Regions from separate parts of the Gossypium arboreum genome. Here region 1 is linked to region 2. A link is a contact called in public Hi-C data. All regions are on one chromosome and are shown on one strand. The core of a region is the stretch at or near the end of the contact, and the rest is flanking DNA. Distances in the headings are between cores, read along the strand shown. Region 1 holds the start of LOC108463420 (amidase 1). Region 2 holds the start of LOC108461883 (E3 ubiquitin-protein ligase ATL6-like).

Region 1 (4,962 bases), core at 811-3,310, 140 kb before region 2:
TCTTAATATCAGATGCCTGAAAACAGACATTCAATTCTGGATGCCCTCAATGCCTAAAGGAAGTCCTTAAAGGACAAGCCTTCAAAGGAAGTCCTGTGAACAAAGTTTACAAAAGCCTAGTGTAGAATTACTTACCTCCAAAGAGCTTTTCAATTGACTTTACAAGAACTTGAGCTGTTCGGTCACTTGGAATAGTAGACAGCCGAAAACAATCTTCTGCAATAATGATCTGACTTGGTTTGATAGGATCAACGTCAGGTAAATGCAGAAGAACACGTCCAACGCGGTTTAAAATCATAGGATCACGAGCAAACCATCCTAAATGAGAAACTGGGGTCAAAATAGATATCAAATTAAGGCTCTACAAGTTATACGGTTCTGACTTAAAGTACAGATAAAAGTAGTTATTAATGTTGTCTGGTTACATTAAAAAGGGAACCTTATTATTATACAATATCAAAAGCTAAAATTTCCAAAAACATCCTTGTTAATATGTTTGATCCTTGAACTTGTGGCCTCTGAAATGTGTTTAAACGTTGCAGCATCATTGATGCATAATCAAGATTAGACAAAATTTCGGCTATCAGATTTATTTCTTACCCACAGTATCATAACTCTGTGACATCGGAAGAACTCCTACAGTAGAGACGGCACCGAGTGAAGGCCGAAATCCAAGAATTCCGCAATATGATGCAGGGACTCTTACACTAGCACCAGTGTCAGTTCCTGTGTTAGAGATAAATATTCATTCAGTTCAAGGAGGATACATAAAGAAAGGCATCTCATTCTGATTGGAAATACTCACCAAGGGAGAAATCTACCAGCTTTGCAGCTACTGCAACAGCAGAGCCACTGGAAGATCCTCCAGGCACCCTATCTGGTACACAAGGATTTGTGGGAGTGCCGTAATGTTTAGTTACTCCATACATACTGAATAAAGAAAAAAAAGTACACATATAACAAGTATTATGAAAAGAAAATATATATGCAGGCATAAAAATCTATCAAAATTGTGACCAGTAAGCCATTTCATCCATGACAGTTTTTCCAAGACAAGTTGCGCCTGCCGTTAAGAGGTCCATCACTGCTGGCGCTGTTGACGTGGCGGCTGAATGAGTCCTGGCCCAGTCAGGGTTTCCAAAGCCAGTGACATATCCCTCTATGTCAAATCTATTTCCAGTTTAGAATTTAAATAAATTAGACTCAAACACTGAGATAGAAGAACAGGAAAGAAAAGGTCCAATAATAAAACAGCCTAAAAATTTTAGAGCTCGCAAATACTAGACAAAATAAAGTATTAGATGGAGAAAGGGAGTGACAAACATGTCTTTAGCAGCAAACGTGAGGCCTCTCAAGGGGAGTTGGTGCTGTGAAGGGCTTAATTGGAGAGAAAACTTCTCCATGAAAGCTCCATAATCCAAGCTTTTTATCATGTCTGTGTTTAGTGTGTAGCACTAGTAAGTAGTATTAGTAACCTCGTTTATCTGTAAATTCTATTGTAAGCAGAGAATCCAGGTAAAGGCAAAACAGCGCTGTGACAAGTCTTATGTTGGGTTCCTTGTCAGTATCATTCTCGAAAGTAATGCAACTTCATGTCATGTCATGTCTAATGACTTTTCTCCCTTGCCACACCGCATGTAGAGATATTTTAAAAATTAGGATGTGCTATATGTCTTTTTGCAGTTGAAGATTCAGCAAAGATGACAATTGTTGAGAAAAATCAGTGGTCAGATATTGCTGAAAAATTGGATATTTTGGCAAGAACTGTGATGTTGGTGATTTAAGAGTCAGTGGATTATATAAACCAGAGATGGAAAATAATTGCAGTGCAATAAAGGTTTACACACCCCCTTCACTTTCGGTTTATTCAATGGTTGAAACGGGAGAATGAAGAAAAGAGACAAAAAATGTACCGTCCACAGTTGTAATGTCATATACCCAACAAACTTTTTGAGCCAGTTACAGGCCATTTGATCCAAGTTCAAACATTGGCGTTATATTTCGGTTACAAAGATGTATTTTCATTTTTGATTAAACCTGGACGGACAAAATCGAGTGATTTCATATTAATCTTGCTTAAATTCCACTTAATGAAAGTTTATCTAATGAAATAAACTTACGGAAAATTTTTGGATTCTTAAAAGGCAAGCACAATGGCTTTGATACTTGATGATGAAGGAAAGATTACCTCATACTGAAATTTCTACATATATAAATATATATTTATATTTACATCTCTATGTAATCACTCCAACTAGAATTGAGATAGAGAAAACAAAGGAAATGAAATGAAAATTGTTCAGAGTGATATTTACACAGTCTGATCTTTGAGCTAGAATCTTGACCATGCTTTTCAACAAGACAACGCCTCCTTATTCAGTCTCCGTACAACATTCTCGAGATGTCTCGAGAAGCATGTCTGTTACCAATTTGCAAAGTAAGCAAATGTAAGAATACATGAAAATGAAAGTTCCCATGGAATGAAACAGCAACTAAAGCAATTTACAACACTGCAACTGCCTTGTTACCTTCTACGAATAGAGCTGCTAATGATCAGAGGATGACTGCTGTGGCTCGGGACCTGGTGGTGGCCACATCTGCTGTGGCTGTGCCATGTACGGATGAGATTGCTGAGCATACAAAGCAGGGTCCATGACCGGCTTCCCCATAATCATGCCCGGAGTTCCAACTTGAGGTGCATGTTGGGCAGGCATGTAATAAGGAAGTGCATCAGCAGGTCCTCCGACGGGTACTGTTCCTCGTGGAATTGAAGCAAGAACTTCATCTTTCAAATCCTCCCTGGGAACTATGTCAACTAAGAAATCAAATATGTCAGTCCTAGTAATCGCCGCTGCGATGTCGTTCTTCTGAAGCGTCCTCCTTTTGTTCTCTTCTGTGTGATTCCACGAACGCAATGTCAATTCCAAGATGAACATCTCACATGCCCTGGCGAAAATGACAGGGGCTTCAGCTGATATCATTCGCACGTCTTCATCTGCTTTCATGATCTTCTTGATCCTGGCCAAAGGAAGACTATGGTTCTTGAAATCCGAAACTTTCTCAACTTCTTGATACTGATTTGCCCAAAATGTCTGAAGTTGTTGCTGAAGTTGCTGTTGCTGCTGCTGGTGAATTTGCTGATAAGCAAGTTGGTGTTGTGCAAGTTGAGCTCCTGTTGGCTGGCTGCTCGGTTGAATGCCTCCAACCGATCCTGAATTCGGGGCCCCAGTCACTTGGTTTGGATACGGGTTAGTGCCGTACGGCATTTGGGCTCCACCACCTATGATCCCCATTGCCGGGGGCTGTCCATGCCCCTGGTGATCCATTCTAATCTGCACGACTAAAACTTAAATGTATCTGCTCGAAATAAAACAGAACATTGTAGCAAAAAACTTCGGTTAGGCATTACATTTTTAGTTGCAGTCCTCTCAGACAAGATCAACTCTTTATAAGGAATATCAGAAAGGTAAGCAAACAAGTAAACACATCAAGGGAACTCGAAAACTGATTGATTTATACTCGGTTTCTTTCTTTGCGAATTGTATTTGAACATATAAATATAATCCATCATTTCCCCTTCCTCTAATATCTTGCTATGGAAGATCAAGTTCCATTAGAGATTCAAACAACACTGCTCAAGCTAATTGGCAAATAAATTACCATATAAACAACATAATATAAAAAAGAAAAACATAGGGCAAAATTTGTTGATCAATTTTCCATTTAAATAAAAGGCAGTAAAAATATGAACTTGTTCATGATTTACCTAAAAAAAAACTGTAAGAACCCAAATATGGTAATTAATCAGCAGCTTACTCAATCAAACAAATCCAATATATTTACAGCAATTAAACATAGAAGAAAAACCATGAAAAGTGAAGATCATTCAAATAACATACATCCCTAAAACAACCCAGATTATACGTATAAAAGAAAGTATAAAAGAAAAATAAAATAAAATAAAAAGCTTATACCTTTTGGAGAAAAAAATTGTACCTTTGAATAGGAAGATTGAGAACCACCTGAGACAAAATAAAAAGAAAAAGAGAAAAGATGTCAAAAGAGAAGAGAAGCTTCCAAGATCAAAACGGTAAATTTGGGTAAAACGCTTTTTAAGAGAATTTTAGCCGTAAGATGAGAAAAGATCTGATTATGGAAAATTTTTAGGGTTGAGAGAAATAAGAAAAGTTTGGAACTTTTATCGTACAAAAACTAACCTAAGATTGGAAACAACAAAAGCAGAGTTGTTTCAATTGATGTTGTGAGTATTTTCTCTGTTCAATTTTGACCCTATGATGTCAGAACCTACTTTTTATATTGCCTTCCCCCTTTCTTTTTCCTATTTTCGGTTTTGGGACCAGCTTGCCCTTTCCTTCAATTTACCAAAGATTTCTCTCACCAACATTTACTTGCAGAAAAAGTAAATTTTGATGTGATTGGTTCAAAGTTTGCAAATCAAACCCCTTCAAATAAAAAGTTTAAATATTATTACAAGAGAGATTTGCCTCCCAATTCTTATTCATGTTGAAAAGTAAGGTGACATGTGAGAAGATCACCTAGAAAATAACAATATGATTGCACTTCGAATTTGACATTTATGTTCATGAATATTTATATATGAATGTGAGGATTAATTTTTTAAAATAAACAAATTTAACAAAGAATGAAAATATCCGTTTTAAAATATACCCAACACTCACACTTGAATCAGAATAAGATATTCTTACTAACTTAATAGTTGTACACTTTAATCTAACAATGTTAGAACAAGTTTCAAAGTTCATCTGACCAGCAGGAGTGGAGCTTTTTTTGAAGCTTCACTTAAACCAAACCAAGAATTCTGGCAGGAACAAGCAAAGTAAAATCCAGCCAAGAAGATGTAAACCAAAGGTGCAAGGAAAACAAAATTGAGGAATTTCATTACTGAAAGTATGCATCTATTGAATACAATTACATCATTTT
Region 2 (4,784 bases), core at 618-3,117:
TTTCATAAAGAAAAGAGCAAATTACACAATGGTCACTAAACTTTCATAAATTTTCATTTTTTGCACTGAAAAAGAAGTTTGTAATAAGGGCACTATGATTAAGAAATGTTTTCATTTTGAGAAAAATAATTTATTGTGCATTCATTTGAGTCACCTGACTTTAATAATTTTTCATTTAGATCATATTTTTCTTTAAGAATTAACTTTTTTTAAAAAAATCTGTTTTTTTTGTGAATTGCAGAAATGAATAAATTTTTCTTTCAATAAAAATCCAGATAATTTATATATTTACCTAAAAGTTTAAGGCTTTGATTAGATTCTAATATAAAATCATATTTTTTATTAAGAAAATAAGGTAAATAAATAAAATATAAATTTAGAAACCTCATCTTCCTAATGACTTGGTCTGCCATATTTGTGATTTTTAATGTTTTATATGCCCTAGAAAACCAAATTGAAATCAATAAACCAAAATTTGATTAATAATAAAGAAATCATTTGCATAGACAATGTACATATCTACACAAAGCACGTGGCTTTTAAGTTACAATATAGCAATTGATAAATTATTAAGATAAATAAACCCTTTAAACCGGAGGACGGCTTGAGTTAGCCATTGCTCCAACCGGCAAATTACTTGAGGTCCCTTCACCATCATGCGCAGCGACTTTTAGTGATTTCACGGAAGATGCTCTATTAAAAAACGGTGGCGTCATACTAAAAACCCACCTGTCCGATTTGGCACCACGGTCCAGTTTCCCTCTATTACTCCCTCCATCTTCTGATGCTCGGTACCCTCGGCGTGAACTCCTTTCCCTGGGCAACACTAAGCTTGTCGCCCGATTCAACTTTCGGTTCATTAATTGTTTCCGAACATCAACTGGTAATCGTAAAGTGAATCGATCTGTATTCTCCCCCGGTTGGACCAAAGAATGTCCGGTCGAGTGAGATCGCAAGAAAGAAAGTTTACGTGGACGGCCAGATCTTGATCCACGTGTACGGTTCCTATTTAAAGTTACATTCAAATTATTCACTTCAACCTCCGAAGCCACTTGAGCCTCTACCTGACAATTAACAGCGTTGTTATTTATGCTCCTTTCTTCTTCCGGTTCTGAGTTACTGCCATTGTTCTGAGCCTCAAGGTCTAACTCGACGGCAGTGTTATTTAATGCAGTGAGTTGACTCACGGGGTCACCTGGTTGAGGAACGAGATTGGCTCTACAAACGGGGCAAGTGGTATGAGAAGCTAACCAAGCGTCGATACATTCAGGGTGGAAAACATGGTCGCATTTGGGTATCAAACGCAGCGTTTCGTCGTCTTCGAATTCGTTCAAGCAAACCGCGCACTCCAAAGCTCCCTTGCCGATCTTATGACCCTTAACTTCGGAGTAAACCATGATAGGGAAAGTTTCGATCACCGACGAGTCCAGCCCACGCGTGCCGCGCAATGAACGCCCGGCGACGGGGCGGATGCTCTGTCTGTTGGTGTACACGTCGGAACAATTCCGAATATAAATGGCGAAAAGACCCACGAAGAACAAAGCGGCGATCAAAACGACGATGATTACGGCCATGGAAGGGCTGAAACGAGCGTAATTTTCTTCGTCTTGGTTGAAGTTCTGTGCGAAGGAAGGCGGCGGGGAGAGGAGCAGGAAGAGCAAGAAGAAAAGCGAGAAGACTCCATGGTGGGTGGTGTACGACATGGTGAGGAAAGGAGCATTGGAGAGGGATGAGAGAGCGAGAGAAAAACAAGGCAGTGGGGTTTTAAATGAGAGGAAGAAGAAGAAGAAAAAGGGGTGGGTCCAATTCCAAATATGGAGTTGATTTCTACGGTGTTTCATTGAGGGCAGCCACAATGGAAGGGATGGCTGAGTCATTTGTTTGACGATGGAGGAAGCTTCCCAAGTAAAAGTAGACTTTTGCGATTTTCTTTTTTCAATAAAAATCCAGATAAATTTTTTTTTTTTACCATTTATTTTGAGTTGTTTTTAGTCGGTTCAAACTTCAAAGGCATCATGGCATTGGTTTCCAGTTAGATTCTAAGGAAGGCCGCAAGAAATTGCTGGGGTTAGGCCTTTTTTTTATAAAGCAAATTTGTGATTCTTTCGAATCTGATTTTAAAAAAGAAAAAAAGTAAAAATAATCATGCAAGCATATTTAAAAAGTTTCAAGGTAAGTCCAAATTAATGATTCTAAATATAAAGATTACCTTCCTTCTTCAAATCTAAAATTGAAAAAATTTTATTCATGAAAACAATCAACCTTTTACTAAAGTTTTAATATAAAAATAAACTTATCAACATCTTATTTTCAGTATCATGCTACATGTACATGGATTAGATTACTTAATTTAAAAGTTCGCTTAAAAAGTAAAAGAATTTAAGTAAAAATATAAGCTTGAACCGGTCATAACTCGGGCAAACTTTTTTTAGACCGTCTAGACTCGAATATTTTAAGCAAATCCAAATGGCTTACAAGAAAATTCAGAGTATAAATTGAAAAAGCAAGCCATAATATGAGGTTTTATACATTGAACAAGTCAAGTCACCCAACATTTTGATTTGACTGAAAAATAAATATTTTCTTTTTCTTCTTTTCTTTTCACATTTTAATAAATTTATTTATTTATTATCAAAATTCACATGAATTGAATGTTTTCAATTTCTCATTCTTTTTCTAAAAATTAGTGTATATAATCTAATAAAAATGGTTTGTCATTTCAACTTATTACACAATTTTCCTTATCCATATAATATAAAATAAAATCTACTGACACAAGATTGAAATTTTGAAACTTTATAAACATACAAAGAATAAATTTCAACAAATTGAAATAGAGAAATTAAATATGTAAGATCCAAGAAAAATGGTATAATTTCAACCGTAAAATAAATGTCAATATTGGTATTCATTATTATTCAGCCACTATTCGATTATTTGTTTGAGTCTTGATTCGTACACTATGTTGTTCGTACTTTGAGTTTGCATGTGAGGTATTCACATATCTTTCTATAGACAATAGGATGTGGGTTTGCACTACCATGTAGGTAAACTCATATCGTGCGAACCCATATCTAGAAAACACGTGTTAACCTTAGAGTAGAGTACGTGACGGCATACATGGGAACCTACTTACGAAATCACATTTATGAACAATAACTATATCATATAAATACATGATTTAATCTCTTTCGAAAGACACACACTCTGAAATACTCAACAAATATAAAAATAATATTTAAAAGTTCTAACCTATTTAAAATAATAAAATAATCTTTAGAGTTCAACCTAAACAAATAAATTATTCCATTAGAATATGAAGCAATTCATAAAATATGTTAAATCATGTAATTTTTTCAATTTAGCATTTGAAATTTCACTTTTCATATATGTTCTAAATTCTTAATAATATATATTACTACAAGTCAAGCAATCTAGAGAAGTTATAGTGTTTTGTATATAGGTGAATGCACCTATAAATTCACTCTAGGTATTAGATTAAAGGGTAAAATATAAAAATAGTTATTTTTGTTTGTTTCAGATTACATTTTAGTCATTTATGTTTGAAATATAATGTTTTAGTCATTTACATTATCGTTTTGTTACGAAGTGATCACTCTGTAGTTAAGCGCCGTTATCTCCTTAATGGCAATCCTACGAGGCAATCCAAATGTGTTTTAAATGCCAACTTGAATATTTAATTGAGACGATAATAGGTTTTTTAACTAAATAAATTTAATTCATTACACCTTGAACTGGAAAAGAAAAATTGTTCGTCTTATTTTTCTTTTAGTTTTCTTTTCCATTAGTTGGATATCTAAGTTGACATTTATAACTTATTTGGACTGCCATGTAGGATTGCTGTTAGGGAGATAACAAAGCTTAATGGTAGAGTGACTACTTCGTAGTTCGTAACAAGACGATAACATAAGTGATTAAAATATAAAATTTCAAACATAAATGACTAAAATGTAATCTAAGGCAAACAAAAAAGTGACTATTTTTGTAGCTTACCCAGGGGCAAAGCCTGAAAATTTTTTTAGGGGGCTTAAATGAAATTTTAATTTTTAATAGTTTATATCTTATCATTTTTAAAGGATTAAATTAAATTTTCATAATTTTAGGGCGGCCAAAGTGTAATTTTACCTTTACTAATTTAAAATTTTAAAAATTTCTAAAGAGCCAAAACAACCATTTTCCATGTTAGCGGGGTCGGAGCCCTTGCCAGCCCTTCTAGATTCGCCTCTGAGCTTACCCTAGATTAAATTAGTCCCTATATTATTAAATAGATCAAATGAAAATTAAATCATCATAGACATACCATTTATTGTTTAAAATTACATGAAAAATAATTTTTTCATTTATTATTGAACTCTAAACAAAATATTTTATCTACGGAATCATAAGAAGTTTTGAAAACATAATTCTATTAAACAATGAATGACATATTTTAAATAGTAAATGGAAACTCTATTCCATTTTAGCCTTATTTGTTTCGTTTTTATAATATATAAATTAAATTGATTAGTTTAATCCAGTCCTTATAATAAGACTTGCTAGTTACATTCACCTATATATAGCTTTAAATTGATTTTTAAAATCATTTTGTCTAATAGATTACACCAAAATCGAAAATTTATATTGGTAAATATCATATTAAATTTGGTTAAAATATGTCATAAGTCTTTGTATTCTTTAAAATTTTAGAATTTAGTCACTTGTATTTTTATTTACTAGAATTTAGGTTATCTATTTTTCAAATTTTAAAATTCGAGTTCATGTTA

What was found. A called contact is a pair of places that touch in the nucleus more often than the background predicts.
Region 1: a Hi-C map of leaf shows a contact between it and region 2, with 4 times the contacts expected there. The contact joins the promoter of LOC108463420 here to the promoter of LOC108461883 in region 2. A contact is called at or near these places in 2 of 5 Hi-C or Micro-C datasets (both in leaf).

Annotation. Positions count from the first base shown.
Region 1 is chr11:120,677,959-120,682,920 of ASM2569848v2, reverse strand. LOC108463420 (amidase 1) reads right to left here and starts at 2,060. Exons shown (of 9, transcript XM_017763362.2): 1 at 1,324-2,060; 2 at 1,018-1,170; 3 at 806-930; 4 at 601-726; 5 at 136-318. The coding sequence starts at 1,433. It overlaps LOC108461449 (nuclear transcription factor Y subunit C-9-like), which reads right to left and starts at 3,326. Exons shown (of 2, transcript XM_017761296.2): 1 at 2,529-3,326; 2 at 2,185-2,419. The coding sequence starts at 3,326. The coding sequence ends at 2,547. It overlaps LOC108461105 (cation/calcium exchanger 5), which reads right to left. Exons shown (of 2, transcript XM_017760804.2): 2 at 4,892-4,962.
Region 2 is chr11:120,535,107-120,539,890 of ASM2569848v2, reverse strand. LOC108461883 (E3 ubiquitin-protein ligase ATL6-like) reads right to left here and starts at 1,867. Exons shown (of 1, transcript XM_017761859.2): 1 at 455-1,867. The coding sequence starts at 1,841. The coding sequence ends at 588.